2 separate regions of the Sus scrofa genome follow, and region 1 is linked to region 2. Evidence: chromatin contacts called from public HiChIP or PLAC-seq data. All regions are on one chromosome and are shown on one strand. The core of a region is the stretch at or near the end of the contact, and the rest is flanking DNA. Distances in the headings are between cores, read along the strand shown. Region 1 has its middle 19 kb from the start of BCL2A1. Region 2 holds the start of LOC102167410 (5-formyltetrahydrofolate cyclo-ligase).

The links. HiChIP or PLAC-seq counts read pairs in DNA pulled down with a chosen protein or histone mark.
Region 1: an H3K27ac HiChIP or PLAC-seq map of alveolar macrophages shows a contact between it and region 2. The contact joins the enhancer-like site here to the promoter of LOC102167410 in region 2. A contact is called at or near these places in 1 of 5 promoter capture datasets (liver), 7 of 47 Hi-C or Micro-C datasets (alveolar macrophages, blood, liver and 1 more) and 1 of 2 datasets of contacts at active chromatin or transcription factors (alveolar macrophages).

The regions. Positions count from the first base shown.
Region 1 is chr7:48,914,712-48,918,135 of Sscrofa11.1, reverse strand. No RefSeq gene overlaps it. Among named protein-coding and RNA genes, the nearest start is that of BCL2A1, 19 kb to the right of the region's middle. Within about 2 kb of position 2,110, at least 13 of the 83 cell types and tissues checked have an H3K27ac peak or open chromatin away from gene starts, as enhancers often do. A contact at or near this core is called in alveolar macrophages, where this site is marked.
Region 2 is chr7:48,871,308-48,875,042 of Sscrofa11.1, reverse strand. LOC102167410 (5-formyltetrahydrofolate cyclo-ligase) reads left to right here and starts at 1,593. Exons shown (of 6, transcript XR_002345772.1): 1 at 1,593-1,755.

The DNA of each region.
Region 1 (3,424 bases), core at 861-3,360, 43 kb before region 2:
GGGGTTGCAAAGTTCCCAGCATCATTCCTGACACATTCTAGATAAGAAATATTCATCTTTCCCTTATAAACATATTTGTATCATCTCATGTGCCTCCTTAACCCTCATTACTTTCTATTTTGTTTGATAACAGCTTTGCTATCGTCTCGTTGCTACTTATTCTGATCTGGGAACTCTTGAGGGCAGGACTTCTCTGATTTCTCTTTATGTTCAGCACCAGCTCAGAGCTAGGTTCTCAGCGGGCATTTGGTAAACAGTCCATGAAATAATGTTGACTAGACACGGGATTCTTCCTCCATCCCCCCCAAACCAGATAAAAACCCTAAGTTATTCAGGTCTAAGTTCGTGGCTGTTTTTACATAGAACACACCATTGAGAGAATCTGGTAAAACCTGAACTGGTACTTTTGCTGCCAGTGACCCCAGAGGCTTGTCTGCCTGCATGCACCATCTGGAGAGTCTGGAAAACCTCCCTGCAGTCCTGTCATTGGAAAGGCGGCCCTCCTGGGCCGTGAAGAAGAGCACAGCCCCTCAAGGTCGACCCACAATCAGCGGTTATGGGCAGGAGCTGGCAGGCTTGGCCGGCAGGGAGGGCGCAGAGCCAGAGATGGCAGTTGGATCAGAGTTGCCCTCCTTCTGTTAGGGGTTCTGTCTGAGTCCCTGCAGTCCTGCCAGCCCTTCTATTCCTGCAGGAAGAGGTGCAGGCCTGTCCCGCAGAGGCTTTTCTTAGCCCCGGGGATGGGGTGGGGGCAGTAACTTCCACTGGGCTTGCCAGCCTAGCCAGGTTGGAAAAGGGGAGTGACTTCAAGTTCCCTCTGGTTGAGGGAAGAACTGAGCAGGTGACCCTGAACTATGAACAGTTCTCCTGCGAGCAGCCCCACAGCGAGGCTTCCTTAAAGCCCCTAAGTTGGCCAAAAACTTGAGTTTTCCCCTGTCTGTGACTCTTTGCTTTACATATGCGATAGTTCAAAACTTTTCAGAAATGGGAAGTGGGAACAGAAGGTTCTGGAAATCCCCCAAGCTTTTCTGATGTTGGAGCCACTGTGGAAGCTGTCTGGGGCAGGCACGGAGATGGGGATACGAAGGATGACAAAGGAAGGGAGTTTCCTTTGGAAGGTACCCTTTCTTCAGGCTGGTTACTTCTTGAGAAAGCCAGAAAACAAAGGTCATAGTGATGCTCAAATTCAATGGCGCCTCTATTAAAAAAAAAAAAAAAAAGATGTGCACCTTTTTTCAGTTTGAAAAATCTTAACATGCACAAGATTAAAGAGAATAGAGAACACACATGTCCCCCTCCCCCAGCTTCACAAATTTCCAACATTTTTTCCAGCTTGTTTCATCTCTCTCCCACCCCCCCACCTCCCTTTTTTTAGGAGTAGAAGCTGCTCAACTTATTTTAGGAGGCTAGTAAGCCCTTCTAATGATCTAAGATAAGGATCGAAGAGTTTAGGGAGCTTGGAGAGAATCTGGAAATGCCTTGGTCTGACTTTCTTAGCTTACAGGTGGAAAAACTGAGGCCCCAGTGTGGAAAATAGGCCCGGAAACCAGACCTGGGAACTCCCAGCATCAGGACTCTTAGCTCCAGGCGATGCAAAGCTACTGAATGTCACAGCAAAGTGTGTGGTGAAGGAGTAAAGGAGGGAACGTGTTAGGAGAAACCTGAACCAGAAAGACCCCAGAGTCACTAGAGCACATTGAAGCGGCTCAGAGGACGCAGAACTTTTGAGTTGGTGAAAGACCCTTATTTTGACTAGTGCATTTGATCCCCACAGCATCTATGCATGGCAGGTGTTATCATGATGAACCCGTAGGGAATTCTGGAAGGTGAAGGGATTTACCTTAGCGGCAGAGCTAGGACTAGCACCCGGGTCTCAGAATGTCTTTTCCAGCGCATGGCCTTACTCTCAGCTGGGCTGTGTTCCTGCTGGAAAGTGGGGTGCCATACAGCTGGGCCCCTGCTCTCTGGACCCTTGTGGCCTTGGACTCCCAAGCACTAATTACAGCTGTACCCTGAAAAAGAAAAACCACAGACACAGTGGCTTTGTGACGAGAGGAAATCTGGTCTGGTTTATAAGATCCGGTCACAGCTGACGCTGTTGTGACTTCCGACTCAGGCCAGGGTGCAGGGGTTTCCCCATGGAGCAGGAACCTCTTCCTGCCTCCTGGTGTGGTTCAAGGCAGCATAGGCAGAGTGAGGGGAAGAGTATTCCAGAAGCCTTGGGGCATGAAGGACGATAACGCTTGATCTTGGTCTGGACTGAGTCTTTTCCCTCCCTGTCCACTGGGCAGCGTCTTGAGGGGCAAGGAAGGGGCAGCACCGTGGCACTTTGGGTAAAGGGAGGACCCTTTCTGGGGATGAGGAAGCCAAGCTGGCCTTGTCCATATTGTGCTGAAAAATACTACATTCACTTGTGCTCGAAGCTGAACTTTCAAAGTCTTGCCAGCAAAGGAGGGGCTGCTGCTTCCCTACCCTGCTCTTAGCTGGGGGAGAGGGGGCAGTGGGGAGTGGGTGGAGGACCCCTTCATGAGGGTCAAAGTCCTATTTGAGGTCCTTTCAGGCTGCTCTTCTGGAGCAGGGAGGTGAGTAGTTCTCAAAACATACCTAATATTGCTATTATTTGATTGGGAGACATCTCTGATATTACAGATTCGGAGAGTGGCCAGGCTGGCTTTTTCCACTCTTGCCAGCTGGCTGCCGAACACAGAATATAGATTCTCCCTTCCTGTCTGCCTCAGGTCTAGATTGATATAACTGAAAAGTCCAGTAGTATAGCTGGTGCAGGTCTGGCTGGATCCAGGAGCTGGAATGCTGTCATCAAGACTCTGTCTCTCTGTAAAGCTCAAACAGCCTTTCTCCACTCATTCAAGTGTTCAGTCACCAAATATTGAAGGATTGCTCACTATGTTCCAGGTGCTGAAGTTACAGTGGTGAAAAGAGAGGCTTCTGCCCTCTGGATGCTTACGTCCTAGTGGGAAAGACAGACAATAGAAACATAAGCAAACAAATAAGTAAGAGCTATGAAGTAAATAAGGTGAGGAAGAGAACCATGCAAATACCTGGAGGAGAGGATTCCAAGTAGCGTGAAACCTCGAATACAGAGGCCCTGAGGGGCACGGTGGGTACCGTTGTGTACCAGGAAAAGCAAGATGACCAGTGTGGTCAGAGTGGGGTGAGCAATAGGAGGGAGGGCCGGAACTGGGTGGAAGGGGCCAGGGCCCAGACAGCCTGGCTCTTGTAGGTAGGGTAAAGTTTGAAATCTTTTTCCAGAGTTAAAGGAAGCCATAAGAGGGTTTCAAACAGGACATAATCATAAAATATAATACATAAGTATTTTAAATCATGACCCTACATAAAATGGGTAAAGTTCCAGCTTCTTAAAACAAACTATTTGGTAAATAAACTTTATTTTTTTAATAATGGTTTT
Region 2 (3,735 bases), core at 344-2,843:
AGATTCGTTAACCACTGAGCCACGATGGGAACTCCCAAATGTTCTTAATTTTGATGAAGTCCAATTTACTTTTCTTTCATTGCTCATATTTTTGGGGTTACATATACACCACAACAGTAGCAACAGACAATATCTACCTACAGAAAGATTATAAAGAATTGGCTCTTGTGATTATGTTTGGAGGCTAGGAAGTCCACTGTATGCCTATTTCTGTCCTTTCTATTCTATTGCACTGGTCCACTGTATATTCAAGTGGCAGTATCACACTGTTTTAATTATAGAGGCTTTATAATATGTTTCAGTGCCTGGAAAGGCTAGTTCCCCACTGTGGTCTTTCATTTTCAGTGTTTTCCTAGCTATTCTTCCATGCCTCTTTTCCCATACAGATTTTAGTAAAGTTGATTTATTGACATAAAACTTATAAACTTTCACATAAACTTTCTATATTTCCTCTAAACGTCCAACAACTTCAAAGTCTATTTTCTTTATCCACCAAATAATTAGCTTTCTCACCTTTTCCTCAGATTACCGAGTGTGAACATTGTCAGGGGTAAAACTGACATAAAAGAGCCTTCCTCCACACCTAGTTCTTCCCTTAAGTTACCACCTTCTCTTCTCCCAATTCAGATCACAGACCCTGCAAGGAAAAAAGTCTCGGGTCTCCGCTCCTAATCATGTTTCTTTTTTCCTTGTGTCTTTTTAGGGCCACACCCAGGGCATATGGAGGTTCCCACCATAGGGTCAAATTGAACTGCAGCTGCCAGCCTACACCACAACGCAACGCCAGATCCAAGCTGTGTCTGTGACCTACACCACAGCTCTTGGCAACATCAGATCTGTCAGATCTGTAACCCACTGATTGAGGTCAGGGGATTGAATCTGCATCTTCATGGATACTAATCAGATTCATTTCCACTAAGCCACAACGAGAATTCCATAATCATCTGTTTCTGAAGGAATAGAACTTTTATAGTAGGAGCAAGTTCCAGTTATTCCACAGTGAAAATCTTGTTGGACTTTAACCCTGTAATGGACTTACTTTCAGTCCTAAATAATCCCTAAATAATCTAGACGTGAACAGAAGACAGAAGCTGCGAGTAAAGGGAAGGTCACTTGCTTCATCAGTGATCTGTCCCACCCATCAGCAGTAAACCAACTCCCTCCCAGCTACAGGAAAAGAAAAAGAGGAAGGTGTTATTACAGAAAAATAAATGAATAAATAAAGGTAATTTTCCCTGTAACTAGTAGGACTGTCTATCGCCCACATTCTCTTTGTGGCTTGCCTAAGCCTTTTCAGGCCCCAGACAGTCCCAGTACTACATGACACATGGCACGTAGGGAATCAAGAGTGGCGTTTATAGTACTCCTTCCAATAGTACTGCAGGCCCAAGGAGGTCTGGCATGCAGAGCAGTTCAGGATGCAGACAGAGCGAGCAACCGGGAAGTCGGTGACCGCGACCTGCTGGGGGAGGGGCGTGCGTAGATCGCAAAGGCTGCACGAAAGTCGGGTCCCAAGTGCGGGAGGCGTGGTGCTCCTCGCGACCCGGAAGCGAGCGGCCCGCCCGTCGGAGCCCGGACCCTCCCCCGCGCCAGCAGATCCAGCGGCGTGCGGACAAGGGGCCAGATCGCGCCCGCGAGATGGCGGCGGCGGCCGTGAGCGGCGCTAAGCGGAGCCTGCGGGCCGAGCTGAAGCAGCGTCTGCGGGCGGTGAGCGCCGAGGAGCGGCTGCGCCAGTCCCGCCTCTTAACCCAGAAGGTGGGAGATCGCGAGGACGGCGCCCACAGCGCCAGGACCAGGCAACATCAGGCCTCTGTCTCTGCGCAGGCGCAAGCCTCTGTCGCGCGCACGTCCGCCAGGCGCGCGCACGTCCCGCAAACGCGTGCAAAGTCCTTTGAGTGTGCGCATGTCCGGTTGTGGGCGTCTGGTTGCTCTTGGGCACCGGCTCGTGGGGTTGACCGCGGCGTGGGGAGTTATGGGGCTTTGGAGGGAGAGGATGGAAATGGGTGACAGACTGCTGAGGTACGAGCAGCGTGAGAACTGAAAGATCTGGAGGGGAAGACAGGTGAACCCCTGAGCGCCAAGGTGCCTTCAGTGAGTCTCAATTACAAAGAAGAGTCCAGTAGTATCAGTAAAATATCCAGAGAAAGATGCAGTTATTTCAGACGATGGAGCGCAAGAAAGGATGCAGAGGTGTAACAGGACTGAAGCCCAGTGCTGCCGGCACTTCATTGAGCGTGTGGAGGGCTGGGCCCTTTCTCAGTAACCCTAGGGCCTAACCTTCTTGCCCGCAGTAGGTGAAATTACATGCTTTTTTCGAATTAGTGGAAGAAAGAACCGAGTCTCATACTTAGGCTCCCTGGGAAGATAGGAAGCAGAAGAGGGAAATTAGGAGAATGAATCGGGTTCCTTGTCGGTTGTCATACTCGGTTTCATTACTTTTGCCGACCAACTTGAATTATATTTTCAGTCTGTTTATGTAGTGCCAATTTTCTTATCAGTAAAATGGCAATCAGATCCTGTCTTGAGAGTATGTTCTAGAAAATGTCTGGGAGACTGATTTTTGTTGGACATCCGAGGGGAAAAAACTGATGTCCTGTGAATAAGTAAATATTAGTAATTCTGGGATAAACTAATGATCTGTCTTCCTGTCTTCCCCAACATCCTGTCTCTCATATAGATCCCAATATTGTATTCGGAAATTAGCAGGAGAGCCCTTTTCCTTGATGTTCCCTTAAATTAGATATGGCATAAGAATTTTTCTTTTTTTGATCTTTTGTGTTTTTAGAGCCGCACCTGTGGCCTATGGAATTTCCCAGGCTAGGGGTCAAATCTGAGCTGTAGCTGTCTGCCTACACCACAGCCGCAGCAGTGCTGGATCTGAGCCGCATCTTCAACCTACAAGGGTAAAGCCAGATCTTTAACCTGCTGAGCAAGGCCAGGGATCGAACCCTCGTCCTCATGGATACTAGTCGGGTTCATTAACCACTGAGCCACGTTGGGAACTCCTGTCCTAAGAATTTTTTAATTGCTCTTCACTATTCTATCATTCATTAGTTTCTCAAATTCAAGGATCCTATGGGTTAAAGCCATAAAAGCAAATACAAGCATTTCACTTCACTCTTCGTATGCATAGGTGTGCAGGAGGTGATCTATGCAGATGTTAGTATATTTATTCAAATGGAATTTTTAAAGCTATTATGAAGAAAGTATTGCTTGCTTTAGTGGATATAGAGAAATATAGGAGCTTAGCCTTACTCTCCAGGTGCTTAAAATTTAGCTAATTAGTTCACATATATTGAAGGCCTACATTAGTCTATATTTTGCTTTGTACTGGGTTGGGGTAAAAAAAAGATAGGATTGGAGTTCCCATCGTGGCGCAGTGGTTAACGAACCCGACTAGGAACCATGAGGTTGCGGATTTGGTCCCTGCCCTTGCTCAGTGGGTTAACGATCCGGCGTTGCCATGAGCTGTGGTGTAGGTTGCAGACACGGCTTGGATCCCGCGTTGCCGTGGCTCTGGCGTAGGCTGGTGGCTACAACTCTGATTCGACCCCTAGCCTGGGAACCTCCATATGCCGCGAGAGCGGCCCAAGAAAATGGCAAAAAGACAAAAAAAAAAAAAAAAAAAAAAGATTGTTGCTCTAAAGGAACAGAGAGTCTAGAAGAGGAAACAGATATGTGAATGAAGAATTGCAGCACTTTCAGATACATGGTAACATAAACACCAAGGCTTTA